Linked DNA regions of Macaca mulatta: region 1 is linked to region 2. Evidence: chromatin contacts called from public Hi-C data. All regions are on one chromosome and are shown on one strand. The core of a region is the stretch at or near the end of the contact, and the rest is flanking DNA. Distances in the headings are between cores, read along the strand shown.

Region 1 (4,750 bases), core at 1,754-4,253, 850 kb before region 2:
TAAGCAAAATATTCTGGAAATGAAGCTTTCTGGATAGCATAAGGCAAATCATTTGGGGTTAGTCCAAGGTGAAAATCTATTTGAAATGTTTTGTTAGACTTTCTTGCCTTAGCAAGTATAGAGCAAAGGGCGTAATTTTGATATTTCTTTGTGAGGTAGTAGGAAGAGCCATTCATCCATTTGTTAAACATATTAAATTTATTCATGCTATAAATAGTTATTATGTTACTACTGTGTGGTGTGCTAGGGGTTAGACATACAGTGGTGAAAAGACAGAGGGGTAGTCTAATGGAGGCCAAGAGAATCCATGTTTCGGCTAAAATGCCACCATTTAGCAAATATGTGATCCTGGGCAAAGTATTTACTCTCTCAGACTCAGTTTCTTATCCATAAAATGGGGCCCAATAATTATAATATCCACCTTGCAGGGATACCTGAGCATTACAAAGCATAAAAGCACTCTGAAACTGAAGATCTCTATGAATGCTCATATTACTGAATGGTTGAGAAACTTGCTTTATGAAAATTATCCCAAATCATCGAAACATTACATCATTGTAAGAGATAAAGCCATGAAGCCATTTCTTCTATTGTATTAAAAAACATATTTCTTTTTGCAGTTAACTTTTTTTTTTTTTTGAGGTGGAGTCTCGCTCTGTCGCCCAGGCTGGAGTGCAGTGGCGCCATCTTGGCTCACTGCAAACTCCGCCTCCTGGGTTCACGCCATTCTTCTGCCTCAGCCTCCCAAGTAGCTGGGACTACAGGTGCATGCCACCACGCCCAGCTAATTTTTTTGTTGTTGTTGTATTTTTAGTAGAGATGGGGTTTCACTGTGTTAGCCAGGATGGTCTCGATCTCCTGACCTCGTGATCTGCCCGCCTCGGCCTCCCAAAGTGCTGGGATTACAGGCGTGAGCCACCGCACCCAGCCTGCAGTTGACTTTTAAAACTTCTTAATATTCGTCAAAGTAGTAAGTACACATGGAGGCACACTCAAATAGTACTGAAGGACAAGAGGAAAGGTAGCAGCCCCCTGACACCTCCAACCCCCTTCTCCAGCCCAATCTGCAGAAGGCGCGATGAAACAGTTGCTATTTTCTATTCTTCAGCTTTACCCATAATAATATTGCCCTTATACTGTTAATTCCTGTTTATCAAGTAAATCTTTCTAATTTGTTGCTTAGGTAAACATCATTTGCTTTTAAAAGAATGCTCCAACAGCGATATGTTTTTGTGTGTTTAGTATCTGTCCTCTAAAAGTTCGGTATAGGAAAAATGTTTTATTAATCGTTCTAGTGAGTCAGCTTCTAGACAATTGAGGTTTTACTGTGTTTGGCTTCTTCAAGAAGTGAAAGGCATTGTAACACGCTCAAGAAGGTTCCGTGTCCACTCACTGACAGCATGCTTTGCATCTGTAAACCATTGTCCTGTATAAAGACTTCAAGATTCAGCTGAATCTGTGCATCGTGGGTGTTTAAACATAATGGCACAGTCATTGGCTACAGCCAAGAAGTTAAACACTTCCTTCATTTTCCATTGCATTTTTGCTCCAGGTCCTTCCAGGAGGATACCCAGAGCTTGCCTGGACATTTGGATTACAGATTTCAAAGTGGGAAAAAGATGCTTCTCGCAATATTTGGGATTTGATCATAGTTGGGGATACAGTGCTTCATTCCATAGTTAAGGAACTATGTCTGATCTAAATTTAAAAGAGCAATTTGATTAGGACATTCCTTTGCTTGTGAACTGATGTAACAATCTCTTGCGGGTACTGTGTGCCAGAATGAAAGAATGATCTGGTAAGACATTCAATCAACTATGGTAAAAAAGTAAAAGTGGATTAAAAATACACAACTATATAATTTTAGTCAATTGATTCCAGCTTCTCATTTGTCACACCTTTATCAGGCCTGTCAACATGGAGCAAAGTAAACCAAGAAATTCATTTCTTGTAAATCCACTGGGTATGTGCCAGGTGTTCAAAGCTGGCATTCCAGAGAACAGAAAAGAATGGGCCTTAGATAATCAGGAAAATAGGAGGCAATGTAGTTCAGTGGTTAAGCACTCAGCTCTTGGCTTCACCCAAGTGAGACATTATTCTTTCAGGGTTGCTGTGGGGATTAAAGGAGATAAGCATAAAAAGTGCCTAGCACATAAGACCATGTAAATGTCAGGGATTCTAGTCATTGTTACTAGCTCCAAGACCATCCCGTTGGACAAATGAGTCCCTGTCCAGGGGCCCTCAGGACAACTTATTATTATGCGCAGAGGGGGCAGTGGCACTGGGTTGGCTGGTTGGAAATTGCTCAGTCTCTGCTGAGAAAATAGATGACCCAGCTGTGCCCTCTACTAGCCAGTCTGGAACACAGGAGCTCACGGCATTGTTGCAGGCTGGCTGGACCCCAGATTACATTTGGGATTGCTCATTTGAACGCAGTTTAGGGCTACGACGGCAAGAGTGGCTGCTCAAACGGATCCACAAGGGTCGACACACAATGTTCATTGTTTTATTTTTCGGTAGGGTTGCTTTGAACATTATCAGATCCTTCTGTAGTTGGTTCTTCATTGTAGCCAGAAGAGGGCACTATTGCTTTACCCAAATTCTGTGCCGTGGTCTATGGAAACCGGCATTTGTGTTCTGTGCTACAGTGTTCCATTCCTGGTTTTGTTGAGGGTGGCAGTTTCATTCTTAGGTGACTAGCACAAGAAACAAACAAGCAAAAAAAGCAAAACAAACTTTTGTCCATAATAACACACATACAAAAAATTGGGAAGTGGAAAGTTGTTTATATTTTATCAAGCCGTAGAAAATTAGGTATGGAATTTAAAAAACGAACATGTATGCCGATGATATTGATCAAGATTCTGCCTGGAAAACCACTGTTTGGAAAATTAGAATGTACCTAGGTGTTCCTGTTCACTTTCAACAAGTGTCCCAGAAGAGGTGTAGAAGAAATTGTTGCAGTTTTGGAAAACCCTGGGATGTTTCCTCCCACGGTTAAGACAGTATAAGGGCAATATTACTGTGGGGTAAAGCTGAAGAACAGAAAATAGCAACAGTCACATGGTTCTTTCGGCAGATTGGGCTGGAGAAGGGGATTGGAGGTGTCAGGGGACTGCTGCCTTTCCTCTTGTCCTTCGGTACTATTTGAGTGTGCCTCCATGTGTATTTACTACTTTGACTAATATTAAGAATTTTTAAAAGTCAACTAAAAAAGTAAATATGTTTTTTAATACAATAGTCAAAAGAAATGGTTTCATCTCTTACAATAATCTAATGTTTGGACCATTTGGGATACTTTTCTTAAAGCAATGCAAGTTTCTCAGGCATTAAATAAAAGCCCATTCACAGAGATCTTCAGTTTCAGAGTGCTTTCATGCTCTGTAATCCTCAAGTATCCCTGCAAACTAGATATTATAATTATTGGGCCCCATTTCACTGATGAGAAACTGAGTCTGAGGGAATAAATACTTTGCCCAGGATCACATATTTGCTAAATGGTGGCATTTCAGCCTAAACATGGGTTATCTTGGCCTCCATTAGACTACCTCTGTCTTTCAGAGTTGAAAGGAGATACCTTCCAAATGCAAATACAAGTACACTGATGGCAGGCCAAGCCTAGACACCGAAAGGCTGGGAAAGAAGCCTAGTGAAACTGGGATATTCCTTAGCACCAACTATTAACACGATGCCTGTAAATAAATATTTGTTGAATGAATGACTGTTTGATTGGCTAAATGAATGAAATCACAACTTCTCACATAACTGTGGGTATGAAAACTGACATAACTATTTGAATATACACAATTTTAAAAAGTTACCATTTCCTCCTGATATTTCAATATTTCCAAATATCCTCAGATAAAGAAATTGCAAGTCTTCCAACTTTATTTGGGATCTTATAGTGAATGCTTTCTAAAATTACTTATGAGGCTAAGGGAAATTTGAGGATACTTGTATATATCCTTGTTCACGTTCTGTTTTCAAAATCATGAGGAGAAACACTTCTGGGAACTTTCTTTCTGACAACACGTGCATCAGTGTCTCTATCTCCTTCTTCATTCTTTGTTCATTCTGCTAATGTTAACTTGCAGCTTCCTGATTTCAGACTCCCGCCCAAGCTGAGCTGTAAGCAGTGAGTAGCATCTGTGCTTGCAGAGTACCATAAAATCCTTTTAATATTCATTCAAAGGTGCAAGCCCTTGGACCACAAAGGTCCCTTCTTCTAGTCCCTTCTTCATGCCCAGACATGCTCAGAGACTTGGCATCGTGCCCTAGAAGCAGAGCATATAGGCCAAACAAAACCTTCATTTTCATTGCTTCAAACAACGGTCAATTGTTGAATGTAATTACTTAGAACAAATTAAGAGTTTGGATCCAGGAGCCTTGGGGTACTCAAAAGATTATGAAAACCAGGGAGAAAAATGGTTCAAGATTCCCCTGGGTTGTGCAAGGCCATACCCCACAGAGGCCTTGTGTGATTCTGATAGACCCGAGTGAGCTTTTACCAAGCACACTCTTCAAGATCTTCAGGGCAGGAAAAAGTAGGAGCCTATATTCCATGTATGATGTGTTTTGGCAGGGCTACCTTCTCCTAAATATAACTGGCTATTTCTTTTTAAAATGTGTGATTTCTTAAATTCTTTTCCCTTTGCAGCAGCTTAGTTTTTTAAAGTAATGGAGAATGAAGAACGAATTGTTTCTTCATCGTCAACTTAAGACCAGTGGTCCCAGTACGAAACAAGAAGAC
Region 2 (5,083 bases), core at 693-3,192:
GGCTTGGATGAGCTTGCCAGTTGTTACACACCCAAGACATTTCGCCAACCACGATTTTCAGTGTGTAAACTAATGGTAAGTGTGATTCTGGATGTCCTGAAAGGTCAATAAAACATTACAAAGGATGGGTACAAAAAAAAAAAAAATAGAAAGAATGAATAAGACCTACTATTTGATAGCACAATAGGTAACTATACTAAAAAATAATTTAATCCATACATTTTAAAGAGTGTAATTGGATTGTTTGTAAACTCAAAAGATACATGCTTGAGGGGATGGATACTCCTTTCCCCATGATGTGCTTATTTCATATTGCACACCTGTACCAAAACATCTCACATACCCTACAAATATATACACCTCCTATGTACCATGAAAACTTAAAAAAATAGAAAACAATAAACACACAAAACACTTCCAGAAGGAGAAAGAAAACACCACCACAAAGGGAACTTACTCTGTTCTGCCCTGTCCAATACAACAAAATTAGATAATTAAAAATCCGATTCCTCAGTCACAAGTCACATGCTCAACAGACGTAGGTGGCCACAGGCTACTACACTGGATAGAACAGCGAGAGAATGTGTCCATCAGCACAGAGGGCGTCACTGGAGCCGTGCTTGTGTCACTGATGAAGCCCCACCCACACCACACAATTCTGAATAATACAAGTCAGCAAAGACTTACACATCTATTTATCAGCATTTATCATGTGTTTATCCCACGCTATTTATCAACATTTCCTGAGACTGGGCAGAATAAAGCACTTATAAAATATCAAAAGAGGCCAGGTGGGGTGGCTCATGACTGTAATCCCAGCACTTTGGGAGGCCAAGGCGGGCAGATCACTTGAGGTCAGGAGTTTGAAGGTGAAACCCCAACTCCACTAACAATACAAAAATTACCTGCACATGGTGATGGGCGCCTGTAATCCCAACTACTCGGGAGGCTGAGGCAGGGGAATTGCTTGAACCCAGGAGGCAGAAGTTGCAGTGAGCCAAGATGGTGCCACTGCATGCCAGCCTGGCTAACAGAGCAAAACTCCATCTCAAAAAATAAAAAATAACACATAAGAAATAACAAAAAGAGTGTTGAAGTAGCCTCCAGGGCGAGCCGTTTCCTATTCCAGACCGTGTCTGACCATCTGACTATTGCTCACAGCTTGCTGTCCCCTTCTCTGTCTCAGGTTCTTTGAAAATCTGTTATAATTTCCTTTGCAAAAACTCAGGGGACTTTATTAATTCAAAAAGTTTAAATGAACCAAAAAGAAAATGCCAGCACAACAAACACTCATCACGGTCCTTTTCATAAATCACTGCATTAAAGTTGTGCTCATTTGTCTTTCTCAAGTCCTTCACAGACTTCATGATGTTACTGACAAAACACTCAGACGAGGCCAAACTACTACAATTTCCACAGCATGTGTCTTCTTGCTCACAAATATACAAGTTTGAAACTAGAGTGAGTTTTTAAAACCTGAAATTAAGATCATCTCAATGTTTCATACTTTTAGTAGCCTACCTCCCTCCCCCAGCAATTCGTCTTAGTAAACATTCTTCAAAGCTAACATTCCCAGGAGCATGATGCAATCTGTAGCTGAGACATCCTGTGTGTGTGAGTAACAGCTATGGCCCTGACATCAGTGACCCACGACAGCCACCTATACAGAGATGTTTGCTTTCTTTTTGCCTTCCTCTTACCCTCTTCTGTAAGTAAATCATTACTCTTACCTTAAATAGCAAAAATGTGGAGGACGTGTATATCGCTTAGTGTGGGTCTAAATTTCTCTTCCAATTTCAGTAGAGCCGTGTGCAGCAAGATCCTGGAAACCACCTCTGGCACGTGGCCAAGCTACTAGCAACACCGTCAGCCAACACTGTGGGTGCTTCCTCCTTGCTCTGCTCTACACAGCATGATTTCTGAATGCTTGTAACTGCTCTGCCGTGTGTCGGCGCAGCATACCAACCACACTCCCCCAGCCTCCAGGGAGCCAGCCCCAGGCACGTGTAGGCTCACGGTGACCCTGTGGGTCATCCACCTTCTTCATTAATCTCACTCTGAGCATTGATTTCGTTTTTCCTGATTTCACATCAGCTTGAGCCCTCAGTCACCACCATCAGCAACACCTCACCCCTTGCAACTTCTAAGGCTGTCCTGCCCGTGTGTGCCTTTCCAGGTGTGTGAGCTGCCTCAGGTTTACAGAACCAGAGGAAACCAACTGGGATGGTTCGTGCTCATCTGCCTCTCACTTGTCAGCCCCAGAGGTCTTCACAGACCATCCAGGTGCCCAAACTCAGCCTGTGCTGATTGCTCAGCCTATGTCTTCAAACACCCCATCAGCTTCATGATGCTCTATTCACCTCTAAGTAACTCAAGAGATAGGGCTGGGGCCCAAATTAGCCTTGAAGAAATAGAGAGTGCCTGGTAGAAGATTTAGGAAGGAGTCCTCAGGGAGTTGTGAAATAGAATATTGTAAGCAGATGAGAATTCCCAGGTCCAAGGGAGGAAATACGTCCACCTTGCCAAGGGTGGAGGAACACCTGGTTCCTCTGAAAGGACACTCACATCAGACTCAAATCCCAGAACAAGCATCTGGTCTTTTCTTGAGCTCAGCAGGGTAGATCACACAGGCTGAGCTCCAAGGGGACCCCACTGGGCATCAAAATGGGATATTGATAAACTTGGAGATTCTAGGGCCAGGTGGAATGACGTTATGAGTCTCGGTTCCACCGTCTACTCTCCACCAGTGGTTCAATGGCTTCACCTGAACCTGAGGCTGGTAGTGCCTACTTCCTAGGAATAACAAGGGAACATATGACAAGTCCAAAGCCAGCTTCTGGCTCAGAGTAAAACTGTTCATGAAAAGCTTTAATTGCCTTGTTTTTTAGATTGTAAACGGAGTCTCAACCTCTAGAGTCATGGTATTCCAAATGATCCTACAAATAAAATTTATCTGGATGGGTTTCAGGAAACAGATAAGGTTCCCAGGAAGGAATATTTTAAGTTAAAATGTACTTGCTTCTTGTCCACTCTAAACCTGGATCTGGGATATCATTATGAGTATAGGTAAAAGCGTTATTTCAGAACATACCCAAATCTAGGCTGTGCTGGTCTTCATGTTCATTCTGTTGAACCACCAGGCTTTTGACACACTGAAAAAGATAAAGTCAGGTGGGTTTTTAAAAAATTACATATATGCTACACTAATATTTATTTTTGTGAACTAGAAAAACAACCTTGGAAAGCATCAATGAAAACATGTTACATGTATCATCACATGTAAACAGAAAACTAGTCTTACACTTATTATTTAACAGCTAAAAATGAGTGATGAATCTATCCCAAGCTGAAACACATCTGAAAGCTGTACACAGGTTATTTCATTCTTAGAGGACATCTCCCAGATTTACTCTTATAATCACATTGTTGTCAAATATCTATAAACATCAAACTTCAAGTAGAAATTTGTTTTGCAGAATGTATTCAATCATCTTGCATATACAACTACAACTCAGAAAGATAGCTAGGTTTGGTTATAAAGAATAGGGATTAAGAATTGGATAAAGAAAATGGGGCTGGGTACAGTGGCTCATGCCTGTAATCCCAGCACTTTGGGAGACGGAGGCAGGCAGATCACCTGAGGTCATGAGCTCGAGACCAGCTTGGCCAACATGGTGAAACCCCATCTCTACTAAAAACACAAAAATTAGCCAGGCATAGTGGTGGGTGCCTATAATCCCAGCTACTCAGGAGACTGAGGCAGGAGAATCGCTTGAACCTGGGAGGCAGAAGTTTCAGTGAGCCAAGATTGTGGCACTGTACTCCAGTCTGGGTGACAGAGTGAGGCTCCATCTCAAAAAAAAAAAAGAAAGAAACAGAAAAAAGAAAAAAAGAAAATGAAATTTCACATTGTTCTGAAAGTGACTTGGGGTACATCCTTTTTTTAGTGTTTTTTAAACATTTTTATTACCACTAAATCTTCATTTCTACTTTATGGAAAGACACGCAAAGAAGAAAGAAGCAAATAGAGCAGGGAGTCATTTATTACCTTTACATCTTCCTTTTCGGCTGCTGAGCTGCTGGACACTGAATTCTTAACCTCTGCAAAAGAAATAATTCCCATCAGGATCTGCTGCATGGAGCTTTTGTTAAGAAGAATAACAACTACTACTCGCTGACAAGTGTAAATGAGTTGCCTGGGAGCCTTCTGCATAGAGGTAGGTTTTTAGATTAGGCCTCTTAAAAATCAGCTGTCCACAGAGCAGAGTGTCTAATAACCTGACTGTCCATACTCTGGTATTATCTGTCTGGACCAAGATGTAAACAAGCCCGGGAGCTCTCACAGGAAATCCTGAGGGGGAAAAAATATCATTAAATAAATAAATGCCCTTGATTCCAAAGGAAGGCTGCTCACTACCGAAGGTTCTTCAAAACAGCAGATTGCAAGGACGTGACTCGTACCCACCTGAGGAAATCCCACTTGTCTATTTCCTCAAATACCACAGATTTCAATATGTTTCAAAAGAGCATAATTCATTACACAGGAGGTCTGGCTTTTCCTTCCACATCACTGAAAGTCAAGAACACCAGCATAGCCCTCAGCTCCAACCTCAGCCCCAGGCACACCGGGTGTCCTCTTTCTGAATAAAGGGTTTCCTGGAAACAGTAGTGGTCAGGATGTACTGGGATGGAAAAAAAAAAAAAAAAAAAAAAGGTTCACCCAAGGCAGCATTTTGCTCTGTGGTTTGATTTATTGGTTGTGTTTGCAAATACTCAGTTGCCCGTAAACAAGAGCCACTATTGTCGAAATAACCACCAATAACAGGTTTGGGCCTGGGGAAAATTAAAGCACTTGACATCCCTAGCAAGGACAGATGACTGAAAGTCTAAGACTCTACCCCAGATCTGCGCTAACATATAACATTGTGGGGTCTCACTTCTTTTCTGGAAGTTCCACATCCCTTCCCCCACAGCCCTGCTTTAAACAGGAAACCCCTGAAGCTTTCCAGCAGGTTCATTACCTAGACCTTGTCACTCATATTAATTTACCCAATGCCTCAAACCTGCAGGTTGATTTAAAGCT

The links. Hi-C and Micro-C count contacts between places; a contact is called where the count stands out from the background.
Region 1: a Hi-C map of fetal cortical plate shows a contact between it and region 2, with 2.5 times the contacts expected there. The contact joins two enhancer-like sites. A contact is called at or near these places in 2 of 14 Hi-C or Micro-C datasets (fetal cortex germinal zone and fetal cortical plate).

What each region holds. Positions count from the first base shown.
Region 1 is chr6:81,032,809-81,037,558 of T2T-MMU8v2.0, reverse strand. No RefSeq gene overlaps it. Among named protein-coding and RNA genes, the nearest start is that of ENC1, 8.1 kb to the right of the region's middle. Within about 2 kb of position 3,003, at least 7 of the 40 cell types and tissues checked have an H3K27ac peak or open chromatin away from gene starts, as enhancers often do. A contact at or near this core is called in fetal cortical plate, where this site is marked.
Region 2 is chr6:80,182,275-80,187,357 of T2T-MMU8v2.0, reverse strand. ARHGEF28 (Rho guanine nucleotide exchange factor 28) reads right to left here. Exons shown (of 36, transcript XM_078004863.1): 8 at 4,049-4,101; 9 at 3,092-3,152. Among named protein-coding and RNA genes, the nearest start is that of ARHGEF28, 170 kb to the right of the region's middle. Within about 2 kb of position 1,942, at least 14 of the 40 cell types and tissues checked have an H3K27ac peak or open chromatin away from gene starts, as enhancers often do. A contact at or near this core is called in fetal cortical plate, where this site is marked.